Linked DNA regions of Mus musculus: region 1 is linked to region 2. The links are chromatin contacts, called in public promoter capture Hi-C maps. All regions are on one chromosome and are shown on one strand. The core of a region is the stretch at or near the end of the contact, and the rest is flanking DNA. Distances in the headings are between cores, read along the strand shown.

Evidence for each region. Promoter capture Hi-C pulls out the DNA fragments that hold promoters and counts their contacts.
Region 1: a promoter capture Hi-C map of hippocampal neurons shows a contact between it and region 2, with 6 times the contacts expected there. The contact joins the promoter of Alkal2 here to the enhancer-like site in region 2. A contact is called at or near these places in 15 of 39 promoter capture datasets (the 3T3-L1 cell line, the C10 cell line, cranial neural crest and 9 more), 2 of 15 datasets of contacts at CTCF or cohesin (large pre-B cells and pro-B cells), 39 of 484 Hi-C or Micro-C datasets (B cells, brain, cardiomyocytes and 21 more), 7 of 115 datasets of contacts at active chromatin or transcription factors (astrocytes, craniofacial prominence, embryonic forebrain and 4 more) and 1 of 9 other capture datasets (embryonic stem cells).

What each region holds. Positions count from the first base shown.
Region 1 is chr12:30,881,197-30,886,999 of GRCm38.p6, reverse strand. It overlaps Alkal2 (ALK and LTK ligand 2), which reads right to left and starts at 2,676. Exons shown (of 5, transcript NM_001159743.2): 1 at 1,961-2,676. The coding sequence starts at 2,216.
Region 2 is chr12:30,046,742-30,052,754 of GRCm38.p6, reverse strand. No RefSeq gene overlaps it. Among named protein-coding and RNA genes, the nearest start is that of Gm15691, 9.7 kb to the left of the region's middle. Within about 2 kb of position 2,649, at least 3 of the 459 cell types and tissues checked have an H3K27ac peak or open chromatin away from gene starts, as enhancers often do. A contact at or near this core is called in hippocampal neurons, where this site is marked.

The sequences.
Region 1 (5,803 bases), core at 1,427-3,926, 830 kb before region 2:
GTGTGGTCATAAAGTGAGTGTGGAGGAAATTCTGAGAATTGCATTATCCATACTACAATGCACTGGATAAAACAGGAGAACACTTGGTAGTTACACAAAATACAGTGTGGACACTTAGGTCGGGACATGATTTTTCTTCTCAAGCAGCGTTAACTACTCTTAAAGCTCCAAATATTACCAGTCTATTCTCTCTCGGAGGCCATAAAGTTGCAGGATGACAAAAACAATTTTCTCTTTTTGGTTATGTTCCAGTGGATCAATCACTTGTAAACGCTTTAATCGGAAGAACTTTGGAATCAAATTCAACAGCATTTAAAAGTTCAAGAAATAAAACTGAACCTTCAACTCCCCAAATGTGTCACTGAACAATATACATTGTAGGTAATGTTTTAAGGATCAAATTTCTTTAGGGCTTTCTGATAGGCTGGTGGGAACAGATGGGAATATACATCGCCTTGGTTTATAAGGCAAAGGAGGGGACCTAAAGAAAGGTTTTCACACATCATTTCATAGTCATGCTTTTAGTGGGCACCTGGTCTCCAGCATTGGTTCCCTGATTTCTTTTTCTGAGTTTAGATATTGTTTTTGCTTCATTTCTCAGCCTCTTCAATCATTTCTATGTCTCTGACCCACATGAGGCAAGTAGATTCTCTGTGATTGTGTAATGTCACATTTCATTTTACCAGAAATATTGTTCTCCGCTTTCCCAATAGCTGAAGAGAGACACTGGCATCGAGTCTTCCACGAGGGACATGGAGACTACTCCCCAAGGCCTTTCTTCGTGCACTCCTTATTTGAGTCAGTTTACACAAAAGTGACCCTATCATATTTGACCTAATTGTGTCATGAAAGCATTAAAAGCTTGTATGCTTCCCTGAGAAATTCCCACGGGCCACTCCGGGAAGGGCTCCATCAGGGAAGCGCTGGCCATTTCTGCCTCTGCTGGAAATGGTGGACTGGGAAGCCTCCCCTGCAAAGAGCAGAGTGTCCTGAACTGTGCACTAGCACATCTTGGAAGTGGATTAGGATTGCTATCTGAGAGGCTCACACACAGTTTCTTGTTCCTGCCAGTTTTTTTCTTGAGAAACAAGCAAAAAACAAAACAAAATGAACTCTCTCTCTCTCTCTCTCTCTCTCTCTCTCTCTCTCTCTCTCTCTCTCACACACACACACACACACACACACACACACACACACACAAACCCTGTTAAAATTTAAAGTTGATTTATCTTTAAACCTGTGTTTCTGAGAAGCAGTTCTTAAAAATATTAATATGTCTTTCAGACACGGAAGTTAGCCCTTCCATCCATATTGTCAAGACCCACTTTTGCTCCTCAGTACACAGTGTGGCTAGAACTCTTTTGGGGCCCACAGTGACAGGACCCCACTCACTCTTCAGGTCATATTGCTGGGCAATCAAACATCCTTGGTTTCTCAGGTCCATATGTCAAGACTCAGTCTCATCAATTCTGTTTACGTGTTCAGGACCCCACCCCTTCCAGTCCTCGTGGTCCAAAGCCTTGGCCCTCATTCACTCTCTACCTTGTAGGTTGGCACTGTTGGACACCCACCAATTACCAACTCTCTCCCCCTCAGATCTACACTGTTGGGATACTCACTTTCTGTTCCTCATAGTCTACACTGCCCGGATCCTCATCCACTTTCCACTGGTCCATTCTTGCCACAGCTCAATTTTATTAACTTTCTGTACTTTGTGGTCTACACTGCTGCGGGACACTCCTCCACTCTGTTCCTCAGATACACACTGCTACGGCTCCCTCTTCTACACTCTGACCCCACAGTCTACGCTGCCAGATACTCACCTCTTGAGACTTTCTGCCTTTCAAAATCTACGCTGCCAGAACCCCCCGCCCCTTACTCTCTTTCATATTATGGTCTACACTGCTGGATTCTCACCCACTCTAAGCCCTCCACCAGTTCTACACCGAGGAACACTCACCCACTCTCTGCTCCTCTTGGTCTGCCCCATAATCCGTGGCCTCTCTGCGGCCCAGGGCAAAGTCGGACTCGCCAAGGAGCTGCAACCTCTTGGAGTCTCCTATGTGGAATTTCTTCAGCTCCTGGACCAGCTCAACTAGCAACCTCAGCAGCGTTTGCCGGTCTGCAGGCCCCCTGGACTGCGCTCGTCCCCGGTCCCCCACCGTGCTCAGCAGTAGCAGCAGCGCAAGGAGCATCGGGCGCCCGGACACGCGCATGGCCCTGGTGGCCTGTGTCGCGGGTCTTGGGACCCGCCGCCCCAGCAGCCGGCGCCCAAGTTTCCCGCACGCGGAGTCCAGGCGCAGCCTGAGCCCGCCGCACAACTTTCTTTCACAGCGGGGACGGCGCGCGGGGTCTTTGGACACCTCTTTGAGATGCGAGGCCACAGGTGACGCCCCGGGGGCTGCCGAGGTCCGGAGCCGCGGAGCAGATGGGCAGCCCTGGACTTGAGAGGTCCGGGCACCTGCCAGCGGTGGGCCCCGCACTGCCCTCGGGCACCTGCGCCCACGCCGTGGATCCCGCGTCGTCCTCGGGCACCTGATCACCAGAGGTCCCGCGTCTGCCGCGCTCCTCGGTCCCCCAGTCCCGACACTACTTGATGAGCTCCAGCCCCACTTGTCCAGCGCAGGGACACAGGACGCGCAGCTCCTACGGGGACAGCGCTCACCCTGCTGCTCCGAGTCCCGCTGTCCTCGGGCGCTTCTTATTCCCGCGGCCGCCGACGTCAGGCGGGTCCCCCGGGTTCCGAGCGCCGCTTTAATTAGAACCACGGAGCGCCGCTCTGGGGCGCGGATATTCGTCAGGCCCCTCCGCCTCTCGCTCTCTCATCCCCTCCCCTGTCCCCTCCAGGCCCAGTCTTCAGTCTCCGCCCCTCCCTCACGTCTCCACCCGCGTCTGGTCTCCCCCTCTCTTGTCCTTCCTCTGCCTCTCCTGTCTCCCTCTCCCGCAGTCTGTTTCCCTCCGTTCCTGTCACAAGTGACAGGATGAGCAGAAACGCCTTTACCGGGAACTGGGATCTGTTTTTGTCTAAATGTAGATCTTGGGCTATTTAAAAGGAGCTGCTTGATTGCCTCAACATTGAGTGTCATCTAGAGTCTGGACTTTCTGAAGAAGGGTTCTGCTGAATACAGGCAGGTTTCTGGTTCTGAAGAGGATGATGGGAGCAGGAGCGCCCTGCAGAAAGCCCCTCACTTGGAGGGACCCAAGCAGCCTACGAAGGTTCTTAGAGCAGTGACACTGCTGTACCACGCTGGACCCGGGGCCTGGTTGGCTCCAGAGCTCTTGCCACTCAAAGCTGCATCTTTAAGAAAGTTTGATCTTTTGGAAATAGCCAGGCACATTTGCAAGGGCTCAGCAATTTACTTGCCTGATTTTTTTTTTTTCCCTCTTGTGATAAGTATTACCAACTGCACAGTTTCCCATTTCATTGGTGCTTTCTGGGCAGGAGCTGGAAGTCCTCCAAGTCGGCGATCACATCGGGGAAAGGTGTTCTTAGTACAGCATCGGAAAGGGAGAAGGCAAGCATTAAAAGCCTTGATCTTTAACCCGCAGTTGCTCAGGCTGCTGCGAAGATGCAGTGCCTTACAGGTGCGCACCTGCACTGGCCAAGGGTGAGCAAGGGATCACTGTGTGCCAGCCCCTGCTCTGCACGGTTCTTGACTTCTAACTCCATTTCCCCTCTCCACCACCTTCTCCCTCCTTTCACTGGTTTTCTTTCCCTAGCAGATCAAGTGCCTGGTAGAGTGGGACCACGAGCTATGGGAGACCCTAACAATTTGATTTTCAAATTTGGGTTTTTTGTTTGTTTGTTTGTTTTAGCTTTAGTTTAGGGCTCCCCCCCCCAGTTTATTTAGTTTTGTTGCATGCAATATAGTTGAAAGACATAGGATCCTGATGAAATGCATTGCAAGACGAAGGAAGATTTCCTGAGAAACAGATCTCAAGCAGATAAGATGGGATACTTCTCCTTCCCTCCTTTTCTCTATCCCTGTAAGAAGGGACGTGAAGTTCTTCTGGCAATAGGGAGTCCAACTGTCCATCTGCTTTCTCCTTTAGCAGGTCAGCATCCACCATACTCTGGTATCTGCACATCTATGCACCACTAATCACCGTGCAATGGTGACTTGGAGAGTTTCTAGGTTATTGTGATCATATTTTGCTTAATCCCAAACTGTTTTAGATTTACCTAGACCTGTTTAAAACAGCGCTTCACAGAATCAAAAGCTTCAAGTTTGAAGATGAAATAAGACAAATAACAGCAATGGAACGGAACCCACCCCTTCACATTCTACCAGCACAGCAAGTGCTAGTGATGAAATGATCCCTCTGTGGTCTTTCTGGTTGTCAGTGAGACAAAAAGAGTCCTTGTGGGACTCCTCTCCATCACCCAATTGTATTGTGCTTAACTCAGTGCACTACAGAGATAGTTATGTGCACAAACAATAGAGGAAATGTGTGTCTGGTTGGTTTTTGGACATGAAATCTGACAATCAAAGATCAGACAATTTACGTGTCTGTTTAATCTTGCAAAGTTGTATGGTCAAAAGACTCCAAGCATTCCTCATTTCATATAATATAAACATTTCCAGACTTTAAATACTTGTTTGAAGGGACGTATTCACTATTTGTGCATATTCAGCTTTTATATGATGTCAAGATGAATTCTGTGGAGTTCTCTGCTTACCAGAATGGTGGGTCTTTTTTGGTAGCAAAGGCTGATTTCAAGACCATACATGCAAGTTCACAAGGATTTTTGAATATAGATTGGAATATTACTCGGTCACCCCAGTTCTCTTTACATAAAGTCAGCCTATATGATTATTGGACATTGTTCCTAATCTAAAACTATACAATTTTACAGTATCACCAATAACAACAAACAAATTCCTACAAAAAGTTTAAGGTAATTCTCTTGAAGTCATTTCTATTAGTTTAGCATCTATATGGGGGGAAGGAAAAGTTATTAAATTTATATACTCCTTTTTTTACTAAATGAGCAACTGTCTATTGCCAAGGATTTCATGAGCTAAAAAGAGAAAAATAGGAAGAAACTATATTCTAGCTTGTCCTGGTTTACTTTCCTATTGCTGTGACAAAAACTATGACCAAAATCACCTTGGGAAGAACAGGGTTTATTTGGCTTCTGTATCCCTAGTTTCAGTCAACTGAGGGAAACCAAGGCAGGAACTCAGAGCAGGAACTGGGAGGCAGGAAATGAAGCAGAGGCCATGGAGGGCTGCTGCTTACTGTCTTGTTCCACATGACTTGCTCAGCCTGCTTTCTTATAAAACTCAGGATCACCTATTCACGGGTGGCACTGTCTCCAGTGGGCTGGACATTAGTCATCAATCAATACCATACAGACTTGCCCACAGGCAACCTGATGGAGGCATTTTTCTCAATCAAGGTACTTTTTCCTAGATAACTCTAGCTTGTATTAAACTGACAAAAAATTTAACCAACACAAAGACCACCAGAGAACACAGATATTTACATTATGATTCATAACAATAGCAAAATTACAGTTATGAAATATCAACAAAAGTTATTTTATGGTTAGGGGATCTCCACAACATGCTGTGTTAAAGGGTCACAGCCTTTAAAAAGTTGAGAATCACTACTTTAAACTCTCTCTTTCTTCATGGTAATGCATATAATACATTTAAGTATAAACAGCATGTCTTAAAATGAATAATCATATTTGTTTACAGTATATTAGCTACTTAACAGTAATATCATTAGAAAGATGAACAGTCATCTTTCATAAACAATACCTTTATGGACTACAAGAAAATATAGAAAGTCT
Region 2 (6,013 bases), core at 1,400-3,899:
AAATAAATGAAAACAAAGAGATCGCAAAGAGTCAATGAAGCGGAGAGCTGGTTCTTTGAAAAATAAAATCAAGGAAATCAACAAACTCTCAACCAAATAGCAGAATCAGAAATGAAAAGGGGGCATAACAACACCAAGGAAACCCAGAGACTCATAAGGGCATGCTTTAAAAATAGCTACTCTACCAAATAGGAAGTAAAAAAAACCAAGATAATTTTATAGATATGTCCTATTTGCCAAAGTTAAATTAAGATCAGACAAGCTATTTAAACAGATGCATAGCCACTAGTAAAATAAAAGCAGTCATTAAATGTATCCCAAACAAAACAAAACAACAAACCAAAACAGAACAAAAACCCAGGGTCAGATGGTTTTAGAACTGAATTCTGCCGGACGTTCAAAGAAGAGTTAATACCAATACTCCTCAAATTATCACACAAACCAGAAGCAGAAGGAACATTGCCCAATACATTTTATGAGACCACAGTTGCATTGATACCCAAGCCTTATAAAAAGCCAGTAAAGAAATACAGATGAATTTCCAGTAACATAAATTTTAAAATACTCAATTCAAGAATACATCAAGGTTTATCCACCATGATCAAGTCAGCTTCATGCTAGAGATCAATAAGTGTAATCCACTATATAAACAAACTGAAAAAAAAATACCCCACATGATTATCTCATTAGATTTTTAAAAAAGCCTTTGACAAAATCCAACAACTATTCATGATAAAAATCTTGGAGAAATTAGGGGGTCTAAGGCATATAACGAAGGCAGTTTACAGCAAGCCCATGGCCAACATCAACTTAAATGGGGAGAAACTCAAAACAAATTTCCACTAAAATCATAAACAAGACAAGACTTCACACTCTCTGAATGCCTATTTAGTATAGTATTTGAAACTTTAGCTAGAGCAATAGCACAGCTGAAGGAGTTCATGGAGATATAAATTGGAAAAAAGTCAAAGTATCATTATTTTCAGATGATTTGATATACGGAAGTGACCCTAAAATTCTACTGGGGAACTTCTCCAGCTAATAAACACATTCAACAAAGTAGCTAGAAACAAGATTGATGCACAAAAGTCGGTATACCTCCTACATACAAACGGCAAATGGTCTGAGAAAGAAACCAGGAAAACAATGCCTATCACAACTGTGCACAAATAATACAAATTCACAAATAATACAAAATACCTTGGGGTGGCTCTAACCAAGCAAGTGAGAGACTTTTATGATAAAAACTTCAAGTCTTCGAAGAAAGAAATCGAAGGAGATATCTAAAGATGGAAAGATCTTCCGTGTTCATGGACCACTGGGATTAACATAGTAAAAATGGCCATCTTACCAAAAGCAATCAACAGATTCAATGCAGTCGTCATCAGAGTTTCAACACACCTCTTCAAAGATCTGAAAGGACAATTCTCAGTTTCATATGGAAAATAAAAACAAAACAAAAAACAAAATCAAAACAAACAAATAAACAAAGCCAGGACAGCTAAAACCAATCCTGAACAATAAAAGAATTCCCAGAGGTTATCACCATTGCTAACTTCAAGTTAATATTTTTTCAAGTATTTTTATGGGACTTCTCATTTTTATAGGATCTCTCTCTCTCTCTCTCTCTCTCTCTCTGTGTGTGTGTGTGTGTGTGTGTGTGTGTGTGTGTGTGTGTTTGCATGAGCAGTCTCTGAGTTCTGTGCTTGCTCCCATGTTCTTTTCCTTCTGTCCATTTGTCTTGTCCGACTTCATCATGGTGGTTTTTTATCATATTTCATTTTATGTTGTTGTGTTTTCTTATTATCTCTTAGAAGCCTGCTATTTTCTAATGAGAGACAGAAAGAAAGTGGATCTGAATGGAAGAGGGGGTGGAGAGGAACTGGGAGGAGAAAAGGGATGGAACTATAAACTATAAACTGGTCATAGTGTATGAGAAAATAATCTATTTTTAATAACAAGGGAAAATAATTAGAAAACTACTTCATTTACAAGCTAAATTTTAAAAACTAAGATGAAAGTTCTCAACATCCCCATTGCTGTTGCCCTGGGCACAAGCCTTTAGCCTGACCTTCGGGGACACCTACATTTCAAACCATGATGCTCTCTTTACCCACTGAGATTATCCCAGTGCCTTCCCTCTGACAGGTAGCTTTTAATCCCATCGCTTACAACCCATGACAACTTGGTACCTTCTTGACTGCTCCTATCCCATGACATTTGAATAGAACTCCTAGAGCCTTCCAGGGCCAAAAGGTGAAGGACAGCGGTGAGTCTAGGGGAAAGGAACAAAGGTCAAATAGGTAGACTACATCATCCAGGATTTCTGCGAGGTGGCTTTTGCTCTGTCCATTGTCTCACAGCGCCACCTGCTGTCAGATATAGGGGAATCTCACAGTTGCTGAATTTTTTGCCATTGTATTGGCTTTGCTGGGAACATTTACTTTCTTAAATCCCAGTGAGTTGTTTTGAGACTTGCACACAGAAGCCTTTTCATTTCATCCATTTTGGTTCATTTTTTTTGGTGTTATTAGAGTTGTACAAACAAGGTTAGTTTCTTACTCATCTGTGAAACTGAAGACCGTGGTTTACAGCTGACTCTTGCGTGTGGCTGTTGCAACATCCTCTTAGCTGTGCTGATGGCTTCCCCAGAGTCACATAGCTACATGCTGAGAGTACACACCTGTTCACTCCTTCCTACTATCACCTGCCATGCACCTGCAGGGGCAGATGGGCCGAGGAATGGCAGAGATGCCCAGCGTCTGCCTCACGCTAGACTCCAAGCTCCAAAAATATCCTCGAGTGTTTCAAGCCGGAAGCTGTAAGCTCTGAGTTCCCTTCCCTCGACTCCAACACTAGTTTCACAGTATTTGGCCAGCGTGTTGTCCAAATCACAGAATGTGTTTCTCTGCTGTGCCTTCAGCAAATCTTGTGGCTCCAGGCAGGCCTACTACCCTAAAATAGGAAAAGCCTTAAATAAATGTATGACCCTCCTGCACACTATAGAGGTTCAGGAACACTGGGTATGTTTCTACGGTCCAATAAGAAGAGTGGAAATAAACTATCAAGAGCTACAGAGGAAAACCCAGCATGGAGTCAGACAGTGGTAGACTATTGAGACCGTTAGGCATGAGCAGCGTGTCGGGTTTGTTCATGAAAATGCAAGGGAATTACATGATAGCAGGAAGTGCCTCCTTTGGGGTCACCTTGAGTTTGGCTGAGAGTAAAGGAGAGACTAAAACAAGGTGGCCAAGAACCCAACACTAAAATCATCCTGGTGCTAGTTCTGTGAAACAGCCACCCCATGAGCAATGTCACCTGCATCATAACTGCCACCTGTTCCTGGGGACTACGTGTAGACCTCTGGTGCCCCGCTTGACCTGTGGGTGTTGCGAGTTGCAGTTCGTGGCGAGTGCAGTACAGGCTCTTTCTTTCCTCTCAGCCTCCTCTCCCTGGCTCAGTCATAGCAACTTGAATGCTCAGCCCGGCTAGCCTTCCATCCTAGGAAAGTTGCTCCTAACCACCACCACCACCACCTCCACCACCTCCTCCTTCTCCTCCTCCTCCTCCTCCTCCTCCTCCTCCTCCTCCTCCTCCTCCTCCTCCTCCCTGTGACAAGTTTGTCCTCCCTGTGTCCATCCCACCAGCCTGACCCATGCAGGGGCAGCAGCAGCAGTGCGCCTCGGACCCTCTGGTATGCTTCACAACAATTCATTTGTCCCCGCAGACTCAGCACACAGCACTCAGCACACAGCACTCAGCACACAGCACTCCTGGATCTCCTGTGTCCCCTTTCTATGGTCTGCTCTATCCTGCGAGACCGGGTAGAAGATTGTGCTGTGTTCTTTTCTTTTTACTAAAATGTCCCCGAGTATAAAAGTGGCAGCCACAAGCCTGGTGCCAAGGAAGTAATGGGAAGAAACAGGCTCCCTGCTCCCAAAAGCCCGAACCTGATGCAAAGGAGCTTTCTTCTCCCTGGGTGGGAAGCCCTTACCCCTTTGTCCTTACCCTCATCCCCCACAGAAACAGCACAGGATGCAGTGGGGTGCACTGGAGATGACCCCACTCACTCAATACCAACACCAATAGCCAGCACCACCTTTGCTCTAGAATTAGAGTCCAGGGTGACAATAGACTTAGCCCAGTTAGGCCAGCTGGTGTAAGTCTCCCCTTGGGAGCTAGAGGGTATCCCATATTGGAGCATAAAGGAACTAAAATAGAGGTGTAGTCTGCAAGGAGCCAGCTGTCCCCACCTGGAACACACAAGCCACAGACCCTTGGGCAGGAGAGGAACTGGGTCAGCAAACCTGAGCACAGTGGGATCCCTCAGGTTTTCAGGAGTGGGAGCCTCAAGGTCAGGGGTGCCTTAGTCCCAGAGCACCTGTTTTCCTAAGCAGTGATGCCAGGCAGCAAATGGCTGGCCCATTAATCTTGGGGTACATGGGTGATGGGAGGGTAAGGAGGTGAACACCTTCCTATTGATGACCCGGCAGAGTAGGACACATTCTTCTCAGACATCAGAAGCCCTTAGAGATTTGATTTCTGTAAGCTAATATCAGCAGCGTCAAAGGAGAACCATAGACTTACAGGGCAGAGAGGAAGCTCAGCTCAGCTGCCGGGATGGTGAGACCGTTTAGGGGCCAACAGCTGCAATGGTCTCAAGATACTGCAGAAGGCTCATCTGGTGACATGTGATGACCACCCTTTCCTAGGTGGAAAACTGAGGTCAAGAGCCAGCAGCAGTTCCACTAGGCAAGCTCAGAGCAGCCTCAAAATTGGCAATCCCTCACCTGAGAAAGCCCAGCATGGCACATTGTTGAGCTGGCTGGGACTAAGCAGCCATCCGTGAGGAAGGAGCACCCTGCTGCACTGGCAGCTCCAACCAACAACACATTTTAGACACTGGGAAAACAGTGTCTGCTGTGACTTAGCTCTGGAAAATTATCCCTATACCCAGCTTGCTCTATCATTTTCTGAGACGCCACTTACACCCTAGATGTTAGATGTTACTGCGAGACAGTATTCTTTAAATATGGGGGGGGGGCTTAATTTAGAGAAAGAACATTCTTTAACTGTCCTTACAGTGACGAATTTATCAAAAATAAAGTCTCTATTCAAATAATTGTAGATTTTAATTCACCACAGCTGGATATATCTGATAGTATTTAAGTAAAGCTTCCCTTTGTGAAGGTATTTGGAAGGAGAAAAGTCACACTTTCTTCTGGGATGACAAGGAAAGTCTTTGTGCATTCTGTGTCTCTAGGGGTAACTGTTTCAACTGATGGCGTTGGTGTTCCTTCTGCAAATGTCAGGGAAAACAATTTAGGTGAGCCCTGGGTCCACTTAGGTGCCACCTGAGCAGATGTGGAAACAGGCTATATCACCTCTCCTCTGACTCAGTTTACTGTAAACCATGAGTGCCCTGCCCTTAACGCATAAGCACATCAAAAGAAAATTTGAGACACTGCCAGATGCCTACATGACTTTAACAAACTGGATAGCACTTCAAGTGGAAGGAAGGGTCCCTTACACAGTGATAACCATAAAGACTTCCTAGTTCTGAGCTCAACCCTCGGCCAGCTTCAAAAAGAATCTGCTTTGTGGAGGAATCGTGTGGCCATGTGAGTTCAAAGGTAGATCTGAAGTGGTGTGGAAAGCCAACAGTGGTCACAAGGCAGAGCACGCATATGCTAGTCTGATTCTTTTTTTCTTTCAAAGAGAGTCCCCTTGGAACTGGCTGCTGAAGCCGATTCAGTTTGTTCCTCAAGGTCACTAAAAAGGATGAAGATGCTGCGGGCCTTACAGGCTCCCTCACCATCAATCACTACATCCACAAGTCACCAAAGAGCCCAGGTGTCTGCAGGTATCTTCTGTAAAGCTTTTCGCCTCGACACGTAACGTGGGGTTTAGTAAAGTAAGCACTTTAGTGAGCTATATTTCAAAAATTCACCAAGTGGTAGACAGGGAAGGATATGAGTTCCAAACTATTTTCTGGAAGAAATGTTATGAACAT